Linked DNA regions of Pan troglodytes: region 1 is linked to region 2. The links are chromatin contacts, called in public Hi-C maps. All regions are on one chromosome and are shown on one strand. Each heading gives the region's core, a stretch centred on a gene start, on an enhancer-like site or on the middle of the called end of the contact. The rest is flanking DNA. Distances are from core to core; before and after follow the strand shown.

Evidence for each region. A called contact is a pair of places that touch in the nucleus more often than the background predicts.
Region 1: a contact with region 2 is called in a Hi-C map of stem cell-derived neural progenitor cells, with 5 times the contacts expected there. The contact joins two enhancer-like sites. A contact is called at or near these places in 2 of 7 Hi-C or Micro-C datasets (induced pluripotent stem cells and stem cell-derived neural progenitor cells).

What each region holds. Positions count from the first base shown.
Region 1 is chr5:51,593,044-51,596,194 of NHGRI_mPanTro3-v2.0_pri, reverse strand. No RefSeq gene overlaps it. Among named protein-coding and RNA genes, the nearest start is that of CLIC5, 300 kb to the left of the region's middle. Within about 2 kb of position 1,599, at least 3 of the 24 cell types and tissues checked have an H3K27ac peak or open chromatin away from gene starts, as enhancers often do. A contact at or near this core is called in stem cell-derived neural progenitor cells, where this site is marked.
Region 2 is chr5:51,388,157-51,391,722 of NHGRI_mPanTro3-v2.0_pri, reverse strand. All of the region lies in intron 6 of RUNX2 (RUNX family transcription factor 2), which reads right to left. Among named protein-coding and RNA genes, the nearest start is that of SUPT3H, 120 kb to the right of the region's middle. Within about 2 kb of position 1,267, at least 4 of the 24 cell types and tissues checked have an H3K27ac peak or open chromatin away from gene starts, as enhancers often do. A contact at or near this core is called in stem cell-derived neural progenitor cells, where this site is marked.

The DNA.
Region 1 (3,151 bases), core at 350-2,849, 200 kb before region 2:
AATCCTCCTTGGACTCACAACTCTAAGACCCAGAAGGAAGGTAGAGATCATCTCATCTGGATCCTAACCTGGGTCCCTGAGCCCCCTAAATGTCCTAGCAGGCCATAACGGGAGTCCTAGAGGTATTCTTCGTATTTTTAAAGCCATTCATAAGCATATGAGTGTGCTACACATGAGACCAGACAGGCTAATTATGCCTCAGGTGCTTTGCTTTTGGATGGAATTATATCCACTGACTGTGTTCATTCTAGTTAGCTGGTGTTAAAGATTCTGATTACAAGTTTGTCATTTTAAATGTCAACAATTCCTCTTTCAGTAAATGTTGCTTGTGTCATAGACAGGCTTTTTTGTCTAAAAAAGAATCAATAGAGGAAAAATAATAAAAGGGCTCCTTTGAGGCAAAGAGGTGGAGAACCAAATCACCTCCCCATTTTACAGATGAAGACATGGAGTCCCAAGTGTTTCCCAAATTCATGCGGCTACTCTGGGGCAGAAGCAAGAGTTTAGCCTTGGTGTTTTTCCTTCTGCTCCAGCACTGCTTGTACAAGCTGTTCTGCCACATCCCAGGTTCTGTCCTCTCCTCGCAGCCCTGCCAATTATCAAGCAGCACCTAATAAGAAAACTACTGTCTCGTTGGCCAAGTGATGTACATATGTCAACAAGTCTTTCCTAGAACTGTCCTGTCCATCAAGTAGCCACTAGACACATGTAACTATTTAAATTTAAATTAATTACAATTAACTACGATTCAAAATTCAGTTCCTCAGTCACCCTAGCCACATTTCAAGGACTCAGAAGTCACATGTGGCTGGTGGCTACATATTAGACAGTGCAGACATGGCTCATTTCCACCATTGTGGAAATTTCTACTGGGCAGACTGCTGTAGATGCACTTGACTCTAATGGGGAAGGCCCCAGCCCTGTGACTGGGGAAGACATGAAGGTGCTTCTCATGGTATCAGGCTCTCTGCCTGGACTTATGGTCTATGGATCACCAATGACCTGGGGCCAGACCATTTCTGACCCCATTCCCTGGGGTCAGTTGCAACTGCAGTAAGTCCACCCAGGTCAGAGAAGGAGATCTTGCAACAGAAACAATCAGAAGGATCACCTTCTCCTTAGACAAGCCCTGTGGTTTCCATGACCAGAAACCACGTTCAAGGTTCAATCACTCTGAATATACATGTCACTCTGTCACAGGAGAAAGAGCACTAAAGGGGAGTCGGGAGAGGTGGGGTTCCAGCACAAGTGTTGCCTCTTACCAGCTGTGTGCCTCCAGCAACGCCCCCCTCTCTGGCCCTCAATCCCACACTAGGTAAACAACCCAGTCTTCTGGAGTCCTAAAATTCCACGCTGACCCCATCATCATTTCATTCCTCTCTCTCTGGTATGTGTCTTATCTTTCTTGGATGTGTGTGCATTTACAGAATGTTTCATCTTAATCAAGGACATAATAGAGAGGGCAGGGGAAATTGCCTTGGAGACTCCAAAGTGTGTGTTAACATAGAGAAAGAGCTCTGAAAACCTTCTAGGGCAGCAGAGGCTGTCAGGGTGCTCTTTTCCATGCAAGAATCCAGTAGAGGGGGATGTTGCATAGAGGCGAATTCCTAACAGGCTTTGCCTTCAGCTTGTCATTGTTAGTGCCCAAGCTCAGAGGGGAGGAAATGTCTTTTTCATCCTTGCGGGACCTCACATCTACTCTCTGTGTACCAGGACTCAATAAGTCTCTAAAAGCCTCTGGATGGACACAGGAAAGCCGCTGGTGTTCTTTCTGTGCATTTAACCCTAATGAATTTTCCCTTCCCATTTCCAAATTACAAAATCAAAGCTATTTTCTCAGGTGCCATATTTAGCAGCTGTCAGAAGTTGGAATCTGGCAAGATCAACAACTTTTGAATAGCTCAAAATTCGCTAAAGTCCCAGATGGGTTTTCCCCTTCTCTGCCCTCCCGCTCCCTTCTCAGAGCCAGCTTTCAGAGTCCACCTCGGGCGCCTGAGACCCGAGCAGTGTGCCTCTTTCAGTAAAGCATGGTTTTAAGGAAATAAAAACACATTTCCCTTTCACATGCCTCATTGCCTTATTTTCCCTCTCATTTTGACAAAATGGGGCTCTGCAGTCCTCCTCCTCAGATGAAGGCTGATTAGCAGCCACGGTCACTAATCTCTCACCATCTTCTTCTAAAAATGAGACTCACCCAGCCTCAGCACAACAACTAAGAGCAAAAGGTTCGTCGGAATTTCCAACTCCTGTGATTTCTCCCTTTGGTTCTTCAGAGATAACGGTGAGAGTGAAAGATGTAGAGGTGAGAGTAAGACACGCAGAGAAGCCCTGGCTATGAGCGCCCATAGTGGGCGTGGGGCAGCAGCCCTTGAAACTTCACGGTGAGATTCCACAGAAGGGATCTTTCCCTTGTAAATGTCCCACTTACGGCTTGAAGTTCAAGAAGGTAGGCCTGGATCCAGCCTCACCAGCCTGACCCTATGCCAGGCTTTCTGCAGCACTGGGAGGGAAGGGTGGAGAATGCTGAAGACAGAGATCTCCGGCAGTCACACCTTTCATGGAAAACAGAGACACCTGTCTTGATAGGTGAAGCTGTGGATGGTGGCTCAGCTGCTGTCTCAAAGCAATCAAAGAAAATGTCTGTGATAGGTGGAGGGAGATTTTGTTCCCCAAGGTTGGTTCTCCAAGCTGAATAGACAAAGGTGCAAGAAACAGGGAAATTCTCAAGCAAAATAAGTTGTATTTGCCGGAAAGTCTATCTGAGTGAGAATTCTCAAAATATTTTCTAAAGCTCCGAACTGTTTGGAGAACGTAGCCACAGTATATACAGAAATAAATGCCCCATTTTCATTAGAAGAGCCTTTGTGTATAAAGAGACGCATCCAGGCTTTGGGGCCAGACATTGGTTCAAATCCCAACCCTGTCACCTTCTACTCAGATAACCTCAGACAAGTCACCTAGAACCACTGAACCTCCATTTTCTCATCTCTAAAATGTAATGGCACCTACTTTTACAGACTTATTCCAGGGAATAAATAAGATAAACTATGTAAAAGCACTCAGGGGCCAGGTGAGGTGGCTCACCCCTATAATCCCAGCACTTTGGGTGGCCAAGGTGGGCAGATTACCTGAGGTCAGGAGTTCAAGACCA
Region 2 (3,566 bases), core at 18-2,517:
CTTGAGAGAGAAAATCAGGTCTTTCCTATCTGATGGGTCTGCTGTACTCACAGACAGGATGTGATTGATCAAAATGACTACATGCGAGAGAAGAGAACAAAGCAGAGGACCAGGGCTGCTCCTGCGGACCCTGAGGATGAACCCAGGCAGAAAGGAGTCCCCAGGGCCAAGAAAGCACACTAAGAACCACCACCAGGAATAAAGGGAAGGCTATTTATTGGACCCCTCAGATCTGCAACAACACATTTTCAGAAGCAATCATGGTTTCCTCCGTGAGAGTAGACCAAATCTAGCTATTAAGGGTTCAGGTTAATTTCTCTTTTTCTGTCTTAGGTAGAAGCCACTGAAAGCCGTAAAAAAGAACCAGTCATCTGACATAAGGAATCCCTTCAGCATGTGTTTCAACCGAGGCAAAGCCTGTCACAAGCATGGAATTGTGTTTTAAAAACGCTCTAAAGATGGAAAGGAACCATGGAGCACCAATGTCAGAATCGATTTTATAAGTTCTCCTTCTAGGGTGGTGTTCCTTCAGCTTAGACTTCTTGAAGAGTGGTTGCATCTGCTTTCCATCCTATAAACCACAAAACATAAAAGTACAGAAGGCAAAACCATACCCAGGGGGTGCTCAAAAATGCTAATTGGGAGAGGGGTGGTTCATCTGTCTCAAGTTGCCTTTCATCAGGCAAAAATGGAGACAACCCTTTATGTAAACCTGTGGAGACGAGGAAAGCAAACAGTCTTTTTTGAGCAGGACCACAGCTTCTGAAGTACAATCACTGGTATGGGGAACAAAAAGGGGGTGGCTGTGCACTTCCTACAGTGATATATAAGAGTCATGAGCTCTAGGAGTCTCCATACTTTCAAATGACTAAAAAGCCAAATTTCGCATCTGCATAATTGAACCCTAAACACTTGGAGTCATATTGAGAAGGGAGGAAGGCAGACAAGAAAAAAAAAAAAGGCATCCCGGGAAAATGAACTGACTCCGGGAAAACATGTCCAATTCTCTTCTGAATGAGTAAGTTTGAGTGGGGGCAGCAGAGCAGGCAGAGAGCTTTCTGAAAGCCCAAAGGTATGCTGGAAACAAGGCAGCTGCTATTAGCAAGGCTCCTTTTGTAAACACTTTGGTTAAACATGTGTGGGTGTGAAGGAGGATCTGCTTTCCTAGGAATTGCTCACAACAAGGCACACCAGGGACAGGGTGCTGAACTTCATGCAGACGGGAGGAAACAAGTCAATGGGAGCAAAGCCTGAACCCGCACACAAAAGGCTATTTCCTGTTCCTGCGGCCAGCAGGCTTCTGTGTAACAGGACACCATGACAGCCAGTGATTCTGCCAAAGCTGTCTGCAGGGAGTACCTGCCGTATTGGGGCAACAAGGTATAATCAAAGATCCCCACAATCCCACCCCTTATTCTCCACCCATTTTCCCCCTAAACAGTACTCAAATCAGGCTGTGTAAACCTCAAATATTTCTTGAGAAAACTGGGGTGTCAAAAATGATATACAGAGTCTACTGGCTTAGAACTATGCCTCTTAATTGCTACCAGGGTCAATCATCCTAACACAGAGGAGCAGATTCGCCATTTCCTATCTTAAACTATTTCTGTCATATTACTGTCATTCATAATACAGACATACTCACACTTATACATATACACATTCATACATACAGAGATTCCCATTTCAAAACAATCTACACTAAATATGAAATGTTAAATTCTATGTCTTTTCTAATAACCCTGTCAGCAAGACTGGAGTTTTAGAATGAGCTTTCTTCACTCATTTCTGGTTCTCTTGACTAATAGGAAACCATTTACAAACAAATGGCCTCCTCCAAGCATAGGAAGAGCCCTAGACTGGAGGCTCTGGCACTAACTGTGCAGCCGTGGACGAATAATTTATGGCCTCTGAGTCTCACTGTTTTCACCTGTAACATGGGAATGGGTGGGTTATCTCTAAGATGTTTTCCAGATACAAAATGCTATGATGCTAACCACTCAGAAGAGTGAGCTCCCAACCCTCAGTCCTTTCTGGAGACTGTAACTGCATCAGAAATGACTGCAGCCATGCAGAGCTGACTCGGGGTGGCTATGAAAGGTAGCTGACAATGCAGCGCCTCCCATCACAGAGCATCTGGCTCATGTCTGCTGAGAAGCCCCAAGAGCAAGGTGCGGACCCCCCTTGTCCCCACCAAGGGCCTTCTCCAACTGATCTGGTGGCTACCAGAATCATCCGGCAGGAGACAGACCCGAGTGACAGAGTCTAAAAATGAAATCTGAGAAAAAAAAGCAGCAAACTGGTTAAAACTGGAAGCTATGTAGGGTACACCAGGCATGACCATAGGTTATATTACAACACAAACAATGGGAGAAGAGAGAATTAGTAAACTTAGAAGACAATAAGCAGAGAAGAGAATGAAAAACGATATGTATGGCCTAAGATATCATATCCTGTAATAAAATGTTAAAAGAAAAACCAGAAGGAAGTTGCATTGTTAAGACAAGGTGATGAGAAGCACTCTTATGTATCACCAACTTTTGCTAGATAGGGATCATAACTGTCTTACAGAAAAGGACAGGCATTTCTTGTTTTAAAAAAAATCTAATAGAAGAAGAAAGAGGCTATACCACATGTCATACCTGTCCTGGCCTCTCAGCCTTGGCATATCCTGAATCTCAATGGCAAAGCTAGAAGAGGGAAAGAAATGAGATACAAAAGGGTGGGACAAGAACTTGAAATGCCACTGAGATGTGATGCTGGCAAGGGAGAGTGGCCCTTAGTTCGAATCATAGTATTGAACTGGGTGTGGTAAATTCAGGTTCAAATCAGGCTGATGTCAACATCCAGGAAATCAGATATGGGCAGTCGGGGTATTACAGAAGGTCCCCAGGCATGGTGATACCTGATGTCACATGGATGATTATATCCATCGTTCTAGTAATTGTCTCTCATTCATTCATTCATTCATTCAAAAAAATATGTATCAGGTATCTACTCTGGTATTGTGTAGGCACTTGGAATATTAATGTTGAATAAAAATAGACCTAATCCCTGGTGCTATGGAGTTTTATGACCTAATCCCTGGTCCCATGGAGTTTTACAGTTGGGTAGGAGAGACAGGCATTAATCAAATAATCATATAACTATGGTAAATGCTGAAAAAGAGATGTTCATGGTACCATAAAATGGGAACTCCAACCACATTGAGCATCAGGGAAAGCTTCTCTAAGGTAGTAAAGATTAAGCCAAGACCTGAATGACAAGCATAAGTCTAGAAGATGAGTAAGGGAGGTTAAGAGGGCTTTAGGCCCGTGTCCAGTCCCTGGGAAGAAGGCAATATCATTTTTTTATGGACTTGATAGAAGGCCTGTGTTTAGAACATTGTGAAAAAGTTTCAAAATATTGTGAGATGAGAATGGAGAGCAGGCAGGGAGGAGCCAGGCTGTGCTGACCCTGCTGGGCCATGCTAGACATTTTAATCTTTATCCTAAATGCAATAGGTCACCTTAGAAGATGTTTAGGTATAGAGTGACATAATCAGACATGCATTTTTAAAATCTCCC